Regions from separate parts of the Columba livia genome. Here region 1 is linked to region 2. A link is a contact called in public Hi-C data. All regions are on one chromosome and are shown on one strand. The core of a region is the stretch at or near the end of the contact, and the rest is flanking DNA. Distances in the headings are between cores, read along the strand shown.

Region 1 (3,937 bases), core at 60-2,559, 86 kb after region 2:
GTGTGCCAATACACCTGTGTTACTGCCCCGTGGCTCTCTGTGCATGGGAAGGCTCAGCAGCTGCAATCTGTACCTGGGGGCAAAGGCTTATGGAAAGAGTTTACATACTCCAACAAAACCAGGGAAAAAGTTTCAGCCCGGCATAAAGAAACACCACAAACTCAACAGGTATTGGAGCCCCGTGTGCCACTCGTGTAACTTGATGGGGTAGTCGAGCTGTGTGTTGTTTTCTTCGGGGACGCTTAGTGATGTGGCTAATTACAGCTAATTGTCATTATGTGCCCAACTTCATTTTCCCTGAGGATTTTGGATGCAATTCTGGTATTTCCTCAAACCTTGAGCATTTCAACTCGCTACAGCGATAACAGCAATAAACCAGAGCACATCGCAGCCTTCCCGTCACCCTCCGAGGAGGGAGAATGTATTCTTTTCACCGAGGGGAGGCCAAGGGGGATCCAGCCCCGGCTCGGCGCGGGGAAGCGAGCCCGCTCGGCCTCTGAGGAAACTTGGGAGAGTTTTCTGAGGAAGAACTCCGAGTTCTGCTCTCCCAAGGAAACTCCGCCACCTCCCGCCTCCCCGACAGCCGGCGGTTCCGGCCCGCCGGCCGGCACAGGGCTCCCCGCCCGCGGGGCCGCCGGGCGCTCCGGGCAGCGCTGCGGGCCCGGCCGCCTCCAGGCTCCCCGCGGCGGGGCCGGGGCTGCTCCCGGGGCCGGGGGCGGGCTGGGGGCCGGGCCGGGGCCGCCGCGCTGCCCGGGGCCCTGCATGGCTCATGCCTGCCCCCGCACGGCTGCCGTGCGCGCCGCCCGGGAACCTGCATGGCTCATAGCGGGGCCCGGCCGCCGCCGCGCCCGCCCGGCCCTGGACTCTGGATGGGGCCGCGCCGGCGCCGCGCCGCATGGGGGGAAACCCCGGAACATGGATGGCGCTCCCCCCGCCTCCGGCACACGCACTGGCTCCCATTGGGGGGGGAACCCCGAAACCTGTATGGCCCATACCACTGACTCACCGTGGAGGGGTGTTACTTATACAGAGTCCCGGGCCCCCCTACACACAATGGCAGCAGCTCCCACATTCTTCCCCTCAGAGGAGTTGGACTGAACCATGGGGCGGCGGGGGCACGGCCCCCCTCCCGGCCTCCGACAGAACCCGCCTGGCCCTGGGCGATACCACTCCACGCTCCCCCATCTTCCTTCCCCCCGCCCGGGCAGATGGACGCCGCCGCTCTCACTCACCTCGGCATCCACTGTGGCCATGGCCGGAGCCCCGGAGCGTAGCCCCGCCCCCTCGGCGGCTCCTCACGCCTTGGCTCCGCCCCTTTCCCCTCATTCTTCTCAATGGAGACGCTCCGCCGGCCACTGCGCATGCGTGCGGCAGCATGGCGGCCCCCACGGGGCACCTCTAGCCGTACGGCATCATGGCGGCGCCCGTCCGGAGGCGGCCGTACAGCTGGGATGGTGATGGGGTGACACGGGGACAGAGTACATGGACACCCCCTGACCACAGACCCTTCGCTATTTGTACCAAGAGCCCCCAAGGCGGCAGCTTTGGACCCTCACCCCATTGGATTTATCCCACCAGCCATAGCAGCAGCTCAGCTGTGTGAGGGGAATGAGCACCAGTCGTTTCTAATTGAGTAGATAATGAGTTTCCCAAACCGTACCCTGTGACAACAGCACCCAGCAGCAGCACTCTTCCACAAACCTAAACAAAATGCGTGCAAGAAGATCCTGGAAAAAGTCAAAGAATCCCTCTGTCCTCCTGTCAAAAAAACTTACTTTAAACTTTAAAAATCATCTTTTGTAGCTTCTCCCACTTTTCTGTTATTTTCAGCCTAGTGCACACAAGGTCTCAGGTGTCTGTCTCAGCTAAAGCCAGGGCTGGACGGGCTGGGGGAGCAGCAGCGGCTCCCCCCGTCCTGGCCCAAGGGTCCCACAATAGCCGCTTTCACCCTCCCAAACCCCAAAGGGCCCCTCCTAATGCCCAGGCCCATAAATCCATGATTGCAAAACAATTAGCTCTTTTACAGCTCTGCAGTAAAGCAGAAGATACCGCAAGGGGGGTGATAAACACCTCCAAGGGCTCCTCAGCCCCACAGCCCCTGCCACCTGGGGAATCACACCAGACACTGCTGCACCCGCCTCCCCGGGCAGGGGAGTGTGTGTCTTGGGAGGAAACAGGAGCCCTGATGTCAATTTACACATTTATTATCGTCTCCCCCCAGGAACACCTTCCCTCCCGTGGCTCCTGCAGCCCCACACAGCCTCCTGGCTCCTCTCTGCGGGCAGATGGACACACGGCTTTGTTTGCTTTGCAGTCAGACTCTTGCTCTGAGTCATCAGAGGCCACGGGCACCACCTGCTCCCGGGGACGTGCTCCACAAACCCTGGTCTGCTGTTGGGGTTACCACCATGCCTGTCCCGGCACCCTCGCAGTGCAGGCGCCCCATCCCCAGCACAGCTTCGTTAGCACCCACAGGGCTGCCACTGCAGCACAAGGTGCGTTCAGTGAAACCAGGAGGATTCGGGGTGGTGGGGCACAGGAGGGAGGAGCAGTGCCAACAAAAACCCAGGGAACTCAAGATTTAGCCTAAGTTTTTAATCATAAAGTCATTTTGGCCGGAAAAGACCCATAAGATTAGAGTCCAACTGCCACCCCACCCCTGGCACTGCCCCGTGTCCTGAGAACCTCATGTCCGTCTGTCCAGCCCTCCAGGGACGGTGACTCCAGCACTGCCCTGGGCAGCCTGTTCCAATGCCCCACAGCCCTTTGGGGAAGAAATTGTTCCCCACATCCACTCTAAGCAACAACAAAGCGACCCCGACGCTGCCAGATCACCCAGCAGCGCCCACACACCCGTAACCGCCCCATCGCCCCCACCCGGGACCGAGCCACGGCCGCTCCGGCCCCCGCTGCGCACCGGAGCGCCGAGGAGAAGACCCCGACACACAGCGAGGGCCGGAGGCCCCGGGGTGGGGAAGGAGCCACCGGCAGCCCCGCCCGGCGGCGCCGCGGTCAAAATAAGAGTCCCCGGGCCTGAGGCGGGACCCACCGGGGGAGCGCCCGCCCACCGTCCCAATTAATTAATTATCCCCCAGCCCCCCCCTCCAGCTCCCGCAGGACTAAGGCGGCATCCCCCCTGAGCCCCAGCCACGGCCCCTCCGCTGTGTCTTGCCGCGTGGGGACCTCGGGGGTCCCAGCGCTCCCTGCCCGGGGCAGGAGATGGAGCTGAGCCCGCCGAGGAGGGTGCTGCAGGGATGGGCGTCCTTCGCCCTCCGCTCCCCCAGCATGGAGTGACCGTTCCTTGTACAAAAGACAAACAGCAGCGCCTGGAAATGGTGCAGCTGGAGAGCTCCAGCATCCCCCTGGGAACTGAGCCCACCCTGCTCCAGGGATGCTCGCCCTGACACGGGAGCAAGGGAGGGAATGGCCCGCGTTCATCCCTGCTCCCGCAAACGATCCGAGCTGCCCACAGGGACCCTCGTGCCGACATTGGGGACAGGGTGAGACGGAGGGCGGTGGGGCAGGATGGCTGATGGGGACAGGGCGCTGGTGGCACCTCTGCGCTGGCATTTACTGAGGCTTCGTTTTCCTCAGCTGGAGCCGGGGATGCTGCCACCCTGGGACAAACCTCCCTGGGCCATTGAAGAGGCTCCAGCCAGCAGCAGTGGGAACCAGGAACGCACAGGGCCACCCGCCACAGCTTGCACCCCACCTCAAACCCTGCAGCTCTGTGATCATTAACGTGAGTGGGGCAAGGACAAGAGCTGTTTTACAACAAACTCCCCCTTTTCCCGAGCTGCTGCTGCGATCCCCCGGAGGAGCCGCAGAGGCCGGGGCAGAGCGCAGGCCCAGCAGCCACCTCCACCATGGCGGCCGGGCCCGGCCAGGCCTACATCGCCCTCTCCCGCCCCGCGCAGGGACCGGCCGCAGCCCGGGA
Region 2 (3,584 bases), core at 100-2,599:
TTAATTGCATTTGGGAAACAAAACCAATAAGTCCCAATTTTCAGCTCTTTCCTCGAACACGTGAAGTTCTTACATTTCCAGAAGTGCCAGTGTACTGTAAGGACGCCCTCAAAACTGGAAGAGAAAACTTCAGACCCGTGTACCGGCATTGAGACTACCTAACCAAGCTGTGCACAAATATTCAAGGACCAAACCCCAATATAACCTAAAGCATGAGACTTTTCTGCTTGGACCAGCCCCGTATGCTGTTTAACCCAAATAATGTGGCCGACTGCTCATTCAGACTGGGGCAACTCTTAAAATTCTTTTCCCTTTCTGGCAAAGTCCTCCGAACTGAACTGAGGGTACCCCAGAATTGGCTGCCCTGTGATATCAGTGCTACCTGAAGCCCTGCTGCGCTCTGTGTTGTTAGTGACGGACAAACACTCCCAGCTTCACCTGCGTGAACTATGAGATGTCGCTCAGAGATCCAAGAGCGTGTAAGGAAAGGTCAGTTAAAACCCACTCTTCTTAATTCATGGTCCTCCCAAGCAATCTGATCAACTCTATTTCAGCCTTCATGGGTTTTGAGGATTTTATCTTTTAAATGATCTTTGACTCAGCAGGAAAACCCAGGATGGCTCCATTTATTACACTTATAATAATGCTTGAAACTACCGTAGCATCTTTCATTGACAAACACTTGCATCAGACAATTAAGCCTCCCCATCACCCTGTGAGGCCCTCGACTGGTGTTTTTCAGCTTTACCAGGATGCTGACAACTTAAAGGACCGAACCACGCTATTAAAATCCTCGGTGGCAGAGGTGGAAGAAGCAGCAGCAGATCTCCAACACTGCCTGTCCCAGCACCATCACTCAGGTTCCCCATCTAAACCCTCATCAGCAGGCGGGGACAGAACCACTCTTGTGCACACAGATTCATTTACAAACCCAGGTAATACATTTTTTGATGTGATTCATATGCCCAGAGAAACAAAAAAAAACCAATCACCCTCATTCCAAAGAAATCCCTAAGGGAAGACTTCCTTTGTGTGCAATCCCGGTGAAAACCCTTCAGTAACACCCCTTGGGGTCTCCAGGATGGTAAAGGTGACAATGGCAGCTACCCTCACACACATTCCTGTTGAAAACACCACCTGACGTGCTGTGGAATGAGGTGGAGCTGATGCCAGGCAGCCAGTAAACCCCTTTAGGTACCATCTCCACCGTCAGCTCTTCCAGCTCCTGCGACAGGTCCCCCCTTCCCTAGATTGAGAGCAGGGACTTACTGCAGTGCAAAAGTATCCACAGCCAGGGCAACACTGGTGTTTCACCATCCTCCCTCTATGGTCCTCACACAGCACCAAAAGCTGGACTTTGTTAGACGGGCGCATCAGTTCATACTTAACCACACTGTTTGTGCATCGGCCCAGCTGGAATAGGAGAAATTAAAGGAAATGAAATTACTGGAGACCAAGAACACTCTCTGTGCTTGTGCGGAGGACGATTTCTTTTGCACACTGCCTCGATGAGCCCTGGTTTTGTCACAGTAATTCAGACGCGTGCCAGATAGCATTAGCGGTGCGGCAGGAAGCTGTGAAAGCTGCTCTTTCAGGAAGAAACGTATCCTTTACTAACTAGCATGCATGGGGACCCTGAGTTGCTTGTAACTGGAAACAGGCAGCAGCCAAGCAGCGGCAGCAGGGGCAGTCCCAGGGGCCTGACTCACACAACACACGCTCGCCTTTTGCCAGGAAGAGCGGGTGGTGGTGACCAAGAGAACAAGACCATACGCACTAAATCTTGTTACTGTTCAGAAGTATAAGTCACAGGAAGATAAAGCGAAAAATAATTGCTCTTCGCTGCCAGCAAAGTTATCGTCTGTACTGGTTCCAGCACTGGCCCCTGCCCAGACCACAGCAATGAACAGGCAGGCGTTCACGAGAGCTCGCCTAAAGTCATATTTTGAGTATGTTTTCCGAAGGACTTCACCAATGTACAGCTCTGGGCTTAAAAAGCTGCCTCCTCGTGCACCACCTTGCTGTTCTCTGTTAATGACAGCAGGCTCCATAATTTGGGTTCGCTTTTCCCCAGTGAGCGTTACAAAGATCACGTTGATGACATTTTCACATCTCAGCTGCCACCTGCGAGCATGATGTGACGCTCTTTGGGTTCCTTTAGCTGCTCTTGATCATAACCTTGGCTCTCCCCAGGTGCTTGGAAAAGGACAATTGTAATCCAGAAATATAAACATGAAAGGCTGCTACAAGGAAACATCCCTACTGAAATCTGTGCCTGGTTTACTGCGCGCTGCCGCCACGAGCAGGAGTCAGGAGCGCGGAGCCTGCTCGTCGCCCACCGACTGTCCCTCTGGGCTAGCGGAGGTTTGCTTTGCTGCTTTTCCTCAACAAAACTAGACTTCCTCTCTAATTCTGTTTAACTCCACTTCTCCTGCAGAATCAACACCCCTACAGCAAAAGAGAATGGATTTGAACCTGGGCTCATCGTCTCTGATCCAACTTACCCAAATTCCAGCTGCAAAGTCTACCTGTGGCTGTGACACTGGTGACACACAGAGCCCAGGGGCTGCGGGGGTGGCAGGAGGGGACCATCGACTTGACTTTACTTATGAGCTAAGGAAATGTGATTAACACTTGAAAAGCTGCACTGTCCAGGTGAAGAAGTCCCTGCATTATTATGTCACACTATATTATTTGTTAGAAACTCTAAAAAAAGTATGAAATGAGTAACTGCTAATTTCCAACCATTAGAGAGTGCAGCGGGGTGCTCATAATTATTTATAACATTCTCTGAGGACAAGACAGTCTGAAGAAGCCACTATTCACACATATAATATTCTTACAACACCTATGAGTCACTTATCCTATTACGAAAAGGAATCTAGCAGAAAGCGTGGCCTTTGCTATCCCTCTCTCTGATTTATCCAGGGACAGAACTATCAAGCCACCATGTACACCAGAAGAAACTCTTTCATATACCTTTTGTTTACTTAGAAATCCTGGGGTCCCCCTCTCTCCTATAAGTCTCTAGGGCATTCTCTCTTCAATGAATTGATTTTGCCACGCTTTGGAAATTCCCTTCTGTACAGGTACCAGCATGTACGAACAGAAGCAGAGATGGGCTGCAAATCTGATTATCCCTGTCTCCCTCCATCCACCCTTCTCCTGTGATCCTACAGAACTAGGGATGTTTTCACTCCTTGTCCTAGTCCCAGTATCAGCACACTGCAGTGTGACCACAGCTCAGATTATAGAAGAAATCCAAATGCAAAAGGAGGATCAACTGAGCGTGTTCCTGTCCTGCAGCCTCACTTCCCAGACTGGGAGGGAGTCACTCCTGCCACTTCCACCCTTCTGGAACTAGCAGAGCCCAACTTGCTCAGCTGTGACGGACTGAAAGGCACCGAGTGCCATCACAAGGGGTAATGGGTACAAACTGGAACACAGGAGGTTCCACTTAAATATGAGAAGAAACTTGTTCCTGGTGAGGGTGGCAGAGCCTGGCCCAGGCTGCCCAGGGAGGTTGTGGAGTCTCCTTCTCTGCAGACATTCCAACCCGCCTGGACACCTTCCTGTGTAACCTC

The links. A called contact is a pair of places that touch in the nucleus more often than the background predicts.
Region 1: a contact with region 2 is called in a Hi-C map of liver, with 4 times the contacts expected there. The contact joins the promoter of EHMT1 here to the enhancer-like site in region 2. A contact is called at or near these places in 2 of 2 Hi-C or Micro-C datasets (crop and liver).

The regions. Positions count from the first base shown.
Region 1 is chr19:9,168,093-9,172,029 of bColLiv1.pat.W.v2, forward strand. EHMT1 (euchromatic histone lysine methyltransferase 1) reads right to left here and starts at 1,310. Exons shown (of 28, transcript XM_065036005.1): 1 at 1,233-1,310. The coding sequence starts at 1,253.
Region 2 is chr19:9,082,257-9,085,840 of bColLiv1.pat.W.v2, forward strand. EHMT1 (euchromatic histone lysine methyltransferase 1) reads right to left here. Exons shown (of 28, transcript XM_065036005.1): 12 at 1,270-1,413. Among named protein-coding and RNA genes, the nearest start is that of CACNA1B, 53 kb to the left of the region's middle. Within about 2 kb of position 1,350, at least 1 of the 3 cell types and tissues checked has an H3K27ac peak away from gene starts, as active enhancers do.